Regions from separate parts of the Macaca mulatta genome. Here region 1 is linked to region 2. Evidence: chromatin contacts called from public Hi-C data. All regions are on one chromosome and are shown on one strand. The core of a region is the stretch at or near the end of the contact, and the rest is flanking DNA. Distances in the headings are between cores, read along the strand shown.

Region 1 (3,552 bases), core at 875-3,374, 180 kb after region 2:
AAAGGCCCTGAGGTGGGAATAGTTCCTGGTAGGTCTGAGGAACATCAGAGAGGTCAGTGTGGCTGGAGCAGAATGAAGGAGGGAAAGGATGATGGTTAGGAAAGGATGGTGGGGGCTAGGTACAGACAGGTCAGGTCATGTAGGGCCCAGAAGATCATTGTAAAGACCTTGGCATGAACTGTGAGTGAGATAGGATTCTAGGCAGAGTGACATGATGAAACTTACCAACAGAGGAGCGATGTGATTTGAATGAATCTCTTTGGCAGCTCTGTTGAGGACAGATGTAGGGAAGGAACAGTGGAAGCTGGGAGACCAGTCAGGGACCAGTAACAATGATCCAGGCAAGAGAGGATGGTGGCTGGGACTAATGTAGTAGCCGCAGAGGTGGCAGAAGTGGGCAGAGCTGGATACATTTGGAAGGCAGAGCCAATAGCACTTACCAAGGGACCAGAACAGGGTGTAAAAGAAGAAACAAGGGGCCGGGTGCGGTGGCTCACGCCTGGAATCCCAGCACTTTGGGAGGCTGAGGCAGGCAGATCACAAGGTCAGGAGATCTAGACCATCCTGGCTAACACGGCAAAACCCTGTCTTTACTGAAAATACAAAAAAATTAGCCAGGCGTGGTGGCAGGTGCCTGTAGTCCCAGCTACTCGGGAGGCTGAGGTGGGAGAATGGCATGAATTTGGGAGGCGGAGTTTGCAGTGAGCTGAGATGGCACCACTGCTCTCCAGCCTGGGCGACAGAGCGAGAGTCCGGCAGGAAGGAAGGAAGGAAGGAAAGGAGGGAGGGAGGGAGGGAGGAAGGGAGGGAGGGAGGGAGGGAGGAAGGAAGGAAATAAGGGTGATTGGAAGGTGTGGGGCCTTAGCCACAGAAAGAATGGAGTTTGCCTTCTCTGCGATGGGAAAGGGTGAGAATAGCAGATTTAGATGAGTGACATCCGGAGGTTGATTGGCATGCATTAAGCCTAACGTCCCTATTAAGCATCAAAATGGAGATGTTGACCAGACACAGTGGCTCATGCTTGTAATCCCAGCACTTTGGGAGTCTGAGGCAGGAGGATTGCTTGAGGCTAGAGTTTGAGACCAGCCTGGGCAACATAGCAAGACCCCATCTCTTAAAAAAAAATGTTTTTTAAATTAACTGGGCATGGTGGCTCACTTGTAGTCCTAACCACTTGGAAGGCTGAGGCAAGGGGATCACTTGAAGCCAGGAGTTCGAGGCTGCAGTGAACCATGATCCCACCACTGTACAACAACCCTGTTGTCTGGGCAACAGAATGAGATTCTGTCTCTTAAAAACAAACATGGAGATGCATTGTCACCTCCCACCCTCACCCCCATTTGAACACACACTCACATGTATCTCATGTCCTAATCCTACTGAACTACTCAACATTCCCCAAACTAGTTGTGCTTTTTCACGTGTCCAGGCCTCGCATCCGCTGTTCCTCTGCCTGGAAAGCTGTTAGCCTATCCAGTTGAGAAAGTCTTCCCTGGCCGTGCACGAATGCACTAACTTGAAAATGTCTCTTTACTTTCCTTTCTTCCCTTCCAGACCGCAAAATCCAGTCTCATTCACCTTGATGTGCCCTGCACCTAATCCGGGACATGAGGCATAGTGGGTACCTCCTAGGTTAGACGGATGGGTGAGTGGGTGAGTGAACGGAGAGGTGGACAAAATGAGAACTCAGCAGTTAGACCCAACTGTGTTTTGATGGTAATGATGGGAATTCCCCTGGCACATCGCCAGGTGAGATGATCATTCAGCCTGAAATGAAAGAAACAGCAGATGTCAGGAAGTTTTTGTGAATCCTGCCTTGTGCGTTAGAACTCTCCAGCATACGTCCCCTTTCCCGGACACTCTCCCTACCTTTCTCCCCCATTTCTAGCTCCTGGTCTTATTCACCTGTAGCATCAGTAAACATATACCCTGTACTGTTTGCATCCAGGTCTGTAGGAGAAATTTTGGTTATAAAACCGGAAGAGTGTTTAACCTAACGTCGTGCTGCAAGCTTGCTTTCCACGGGCCTCCGGGTCTGCCAAAATGATCAGGCCTCATTATTTAGGAAGCTGCCTCAGCCAGGCATTACTAATTTGGGCATTACTAATTCGGATGCCTATTCAGGCAAATGAGCAATGAATGTAAAGTGCTTTTGTCAGTGAATTGCCAGTGAAGAGAAGAGGGAGTGGGGGAAGTAAAGGGAAAGTGATAGAATGTTTGAGCTTTGCTTCATTTCCAGAAAGGACAGCCATTGCTTCCTGGAAGCTGGGCTTGGCAACAGGCGTGGAGGAATGGGAAAGATTTATTTCCCTTTGCCAAAGCTCAATAATTCAGCTTCAGTATTTCAAATCAATACATTTCTTGCAAAGTTTCCAAGGGCTGCATTAAAAAGGCCATTTTTAAAAATTATCAGTGCATGACAGCATCCTCCGACAAGACTGGCATGTCAGGGATGAGTCCAGTCTTCCAAACAGACAAGACACCAGTGAGAAAGGAGGCTGCCACAAGCAGGAAAGCAAAGTCAGAGCTGACAGCAAGACCAACCGCACCTGCAGGGCCTCTGGCGTTCACACACCTCATTGGTTTTGTAGAGCTCTGTCTGAGATGAGCAGCTGGCTCCCTCCTTCTAAGTGCTTGTGTGGGGAAATCTGCGACTCTAACTCCGTATTTCCTTGAAGCTTCAATTCATCACTGAACTTGGGAAAGACTAACTTGGAGAGGTCTCCATCACAATCTAGCATTGCTGAGATGTCTGACAGGCCGAGTCACTCATACTTTTGTACTTTTGTGAATTGTTAAAAATTTCATAGTTCTGACATCTGGACGTCTTGACTTTCGGTGATAGGAGATATGGAAAGACAGTAAAAGGCTGTGTGTTTACTGTTGTTGTAATACAGATTCCTTTTTTTTTTTTTTTTTTTTTTTTTTTTTTTTTTTTTTTAGAGACAGCATCTGGCACTGTCACCCGGGCTGGAGTATAATGGCGCGATCTTGGCTCACTGCAACCTCCGCCGCCCAGGTTCAAGCAGTTCTCTTGCCTTAGCCTTCCAAGTAGCTGGGATTACAGGTGCCCACCACCAGGCTAGTCTAATTTTTTGTATTTTTAGTAGAGGCAGGTTTCACTATGTTGGCCAGGCTGGTCTCAAACTCCTGACCTTGTGATCCACCTGCCTCAGCCTCCCAAAGTGCTGGGATTACAGGTGTGAACCACCACAGCCGGCCAGAAATTCCTTCTATTTCGATGTTTTATGTTCGCTAGAATCGTTCCTTAGTTCTTTCAGTGGGAGAAGCCAATCATCCCCCCTTGACGGCGAGTGCCCTTTGAGGCTCACAGCCATTTGATTCTTCCTGTGTATCCCCTCTGGTTGTTGTCTCTGTTTCTGGAGTGCAGTGGTTCCTGCACTTTGGACTGTAACCCCCTTTGGTGGGGCCAGAGACCCCTTAGATTAATTATCACGTTTCTTTCACTTACTGCCACAAAAGCCAGCAGCGATTCACCAGGAGAACCAGACGATGGGAGCTCTTTTTTATGAGACACCAAAGGGGCTCTGT
Region 2 (4,031 bases), core at 150-2,649:
TAATCAGACCACTTGTGCTCAAGGCTAGACCCCTCAGTCCCAACGGCCTCAACCACCCTCAACTGCTTTTCCAACCAAATATTCCTCCCCCTGCAGGATCCCAGGGCCATCCAATCAACCGGCCAATGACGGTTTCACAGAAGCGGTCCTGGGGAGGGGTATTATCTGCAGGAACACGTCCTGCCAAGTTTGTAGTCGAGTCACCTATTTCGGTTGGTGGCGGCCGCTATTTCTTTAAAAGGGCAGTAGATTTCGAAACAGGAGGGGGAGGTCAGGAAAAGGAACTCAGCTGCCTTTGATAACTGCCCTGCAACCTTCCCGTCCCGGAGCGCGTGCTCGGCTGGGGAAGCGCCCGCGGCCGCCGCATCCCCAAGCGGGCGCGCGGCGCCACCTCTTTCCGGGGCGCCCACCTTCCCCGGGAATCCCCCCGCCCGGCGGTCCCCCAGCGTCTGCAGCGCGGCCGCCCCGGCTTTGTCTCCGGCGTCGCGCTCGGGCGCCCGCTCTCCCCACATTTCCCCGTGTGCAGGCTGTAACCCGATCTCCCATTTCCTGGTGGATTCTCTTAAAGAGGCAGCGGTCGAGAAGCAGAACAAAGGCTATTGTTTTATTTCCTCCTTCGGATTCCGCGTCCTTACCGGAATGGCCCTTCATAGATAATTACTTTCGTTGCATCTGCGCTTAGGGAAACGTTTCAAAACCCTTGTGCAAATCGATGTATCCAAGAGATGGAGCCAGGGGAGGTGGGAGGAGTTTAATAAAACCTGTTTTGTGGTGTCTGGGGCCACGATGTAACGTTTTTTAAAGGTGTCTTCCTTAAGCCCGGAAATTGGCTCCGCCAGCGGGAGGTCTCGCGGCGTGGAGGGCGGGCGCCCGCACCGGGGGCCGGCCTGGGGGGCTGCGCCGCTCGCCCCGCTAGCAGCCGCGGCCTCGCGCGGCCCCGCTCCCCGGGTTTCCTCCGCCCGCGCCCCCGCGGCCGCCCCTCCCCCGCGCGGCTTTTATTTCCCCGATGCCGGGCTGTAACCCGAGCTTTTATTTCCTGGTGGCTCCTTTAAGAGGCAGAGCTCAGTGCTGGGAATTCACGTCAGTTTCTGCACTGAAACTCTCAAGATCAATGAGCAAAGAGCTTTCTCAGTTCTGCCTTTCAGTTTCTCTCTTCCAGGAAGGAAAACATTCGAGAGAGCGAGGGAGAGCGGCGGGAGGGCGGGGGGCGGGGGCGCCGGCTGCGGGTGGGAGGAGAGACCGGGAGGCTGGCCGGGCTGCGTCCCGGGTCCCCGCGCCGCGCCGCGACCTGCAGACCCCGCCGCCGCGCTCGGGCCCGGCTCCCACGCCCCCGCCGCCCCGCGCGCCCAACTCCGCCGGCCGCCCCGCCCCGCCCCGCGCGCTCCAGACCCCCGGGGCGGCTGCCGGGAGAGATGCTGGAAGAAACTTCTTAAATGACCGCGTCCGGCTGGCCGTGGAGCCTTTCTGGGTTGGGGAGAGGAAAGGAAAGTGGAAAAAACCTGAGAACTTCCTGATCTCTCTCGCTGTGAGACATGTCTGAGACTCCTGCTCAGTGTAGCATTAAGGTAAAAATCTTCTCCCTTCCCTCTCCGTGGTGGAAACCCTGAGCTGCACCGGCCAGGGCAGTCGTGCTGGGCTCCTCAGAGCGGGCTGTTGCAGTTGCTCTGTTCGCAGTAAATTATTTGGGGCGCGAGGGAAGGAGATGCAGCTCGCGGCGGCGGCTGTACCCTTTAGCGTAACCTTGCTACTCCCCACCGCCGAGCCCCTGCCGGCTCCTCGGCCCCCACCCTCTTGCTTTTTGACAATGAAATGCCGGTCACAATTGGTCAGGAGCAACCCGGATTGTCTCCAGAACTGTAAAACACCCCCGTAATTAGTGCGCTTAAAAAAACCCCCAAAAACCTGCTCCCTATTCCTACACCCAACATGTGACTGAAATGTAACTTTTGTCCCCGAGGGGTGGTCTTCTTAGAAAAAAAGTTCTTCAGTCCCAGCTGCGATAGAATCTTTTTCTTCATTTTTTTAAAGGACTCTCTGGGTCTGATCAGACATGATTTTTTTCCCCCTCGTCTGATTGTAATTGCAAGTGCTGTCGGAGAGGCAGTCCTGGTGTCAGCTTTTCCTAGGCATTGCACAATGAATTTTTTTTTTTTTTAACCTAGGTGAATAAAGTTGCTGAATAGTTATTTTACTCTGATCCATATGAAAGTTGAGCAATCCCAAAGTAGAAAACTCCTGTGATGCAGGGAGAGGAAGAACTAAGCAAACCAGGCAAAATGACCTTCTGTGTTTGACAGTGCAGAGAGGATATCTAAGAGCAGCACCCTCCCAGCTTTCTGGCCGGTTTTGCAGTATTGTAAATGCAGGGCGGTGGATGTTTGTAAACACACTGCTGGGCTACCCAGTAGTTGTGTGTATGCATGTCTATATATCTGTAAAGACTGTGGTGCTGCGGTTTGTTGCTTCTGAAAAGTTGTTGTAAAGTTTGCCACCATTGGGAGGCAGGATGATTTATCCGTCTACCCCAGTTATTTTTCCCATCGCTGCATTTATTGTACACTTTATTCATTTCACTATTCCACCAGTACCCAGGTAGAAAGCCTTCTGCCCCTGTGAGAGGCTGAAGCTGCTGAAGTTTTGTTTTTGGTTTGGCCTATTTAATGTATGTTCATTGAATGGACATTACAGCAACAATGGACAAGTAACCTGTTTTCTTCGTCTGTAGAAAAACCCTTCCTGTTTTAACACTGCCTTTCAATTAGAATCTGTGTAGGGGAAACGCAGTAGTTCATCATACAGGCTTACTAGGTTTTTAATAATTAGAATCACATTTTGGTGTTTCTTACCAGAAAACATTTTCATGGGTTTGAGGAGAGGCTAATGTGAAATCAAAAGGTGTGTTGGGCTTCTTTGTTTTTGCCTCACAAAAATGCCCAATGGAACTTTTACGCTTTTGTGTTTGTACATATCTGGAGGTAGCAGTATGTCTGTGGGCATGGGGCGTGCCACACTAAAGAACTTGGGGTACTTTGATATTAATACTTCAAAACCAGTTTCTTTTGTGGTATAAATTAGATTCTACACCCAGTTCAGGAAAATCCTGTGGTATAGGTAATCTGATTTATTTGATGCTTCATAACATAGAGGTAACTTAAGACTAGGGTATTCAATCAATAAATTGTATTTAGCTCAGTGGCAATAAACCCAACATCAGGAAAATCTGGACCAATTACAGATCAGTAACTTTAGGACAAAACAACAAAAAGCAATGCTTTCTGTGACCTTTCTTGATTCTCTTCTAAACTGCATCCCCACCGTTCTGATGGGCTTATGGTGGTGTGCTGGCTGCAGACTGCTACTGAGTGGTTTGTTTCATTGTGCTCCAGTCGGAAAAAGAGTACAACAGCCCTTTGCCTTACTCACATACAGAACCAATCCCAAGCAAAACGCTTTCTTAAATGCAACATGAAAATTGTGTCTATAATTTGCATATCATTTTTTCCTTATTGCTTACAACTCAGTTCTTTTAGGGTGCCTCTTTTCATTACTGTGTACTTCTATGTAATTAAAATAGATTTAATGTTCTTTACCAGAAAGGAAAGAATCACTTTTATTTTGGATTGTTCTTCATGGAACCAGTGTGTATTTGCGTAGACTGCATGTGTCTAGGTGAACGTATGTGAAGAGTATCTTTCCATGGAGTTTGTTTAATTCACAATGTTCCAATAATAAGCACTAGAGATCAAGGACTGGGATTATTCCGGGTCATCTGAAATGTTCTGGTGATGTGTGCTGCGTTTCATTTAGTCCTTGGGATGTGGTACGGTGACTGCATAATAAAAAATGTTTGCTGGTAACCCACAAGCAAGTTGCTTGCTTCTAGAGTCCAGTAAACAATACGCTTTTCTGTGTAGTGAAGAACAAATGTTAGAGGTTTTCAAGGATGAGCTGATGAACCTGATATACCGAACTCATGTGACACAAAAGGCTCTCACTATGGAGAGATTTCTCCCACTCCTTCTCTCCACTCC

Evidence for each region. A called contact is a pair of places that touch in the nucleus more often than the background predicts.
Region 1: a contact with region 2 is called in a Hi-C map of fetal cortex germinal zone, with 1.7 times the contacts expected there. The contact joins the enhancer-like site here to the promoter of ETV6 in region 2. A contact is called at or near these places in 2 of 14 Hi-C or Micro-C datasets (fetal cortex germinal zone and fibroblasts).

Annotation. Positions count from the first base shown.
Region 1 is chr11:14,264,392-14,267,943 of T2T-MMU8v2.0, forward strand. The region is part of intron 2 of ETV6 (ETS variant transcription factor 6); the gene reads left to right. Among named protein-coding and RNA genes, the nearest start is that of ETV6, 170 kb to the left of the region's middle. Within about 2 kb of position 2,125, at least 8 of the 40 cell types and tissues checked have an H3K27ac peak or open chromatin away from gene starts, as enhancers often do. A contact at or near this core is called in fetal cortex germinal zone, where this site is marked.
Region 2 is chr11:14,090,010-14,094,040 of T2T-MMU8v2.0, forward strand. ETV6 (ETS variant transcription factor 6) reads left to right here and starts at 1,400. Exons shown (of 8, transcript NM_001266080.1): 1 at 1,400-1,565. The coding sequence starts at 1,533. It overlaps LOC107000769 (a long non-coding RNA gene), which reads right to left and starts at 888. Exons shown (of 2, transcript XR_013400907.1): 1 at 636-888.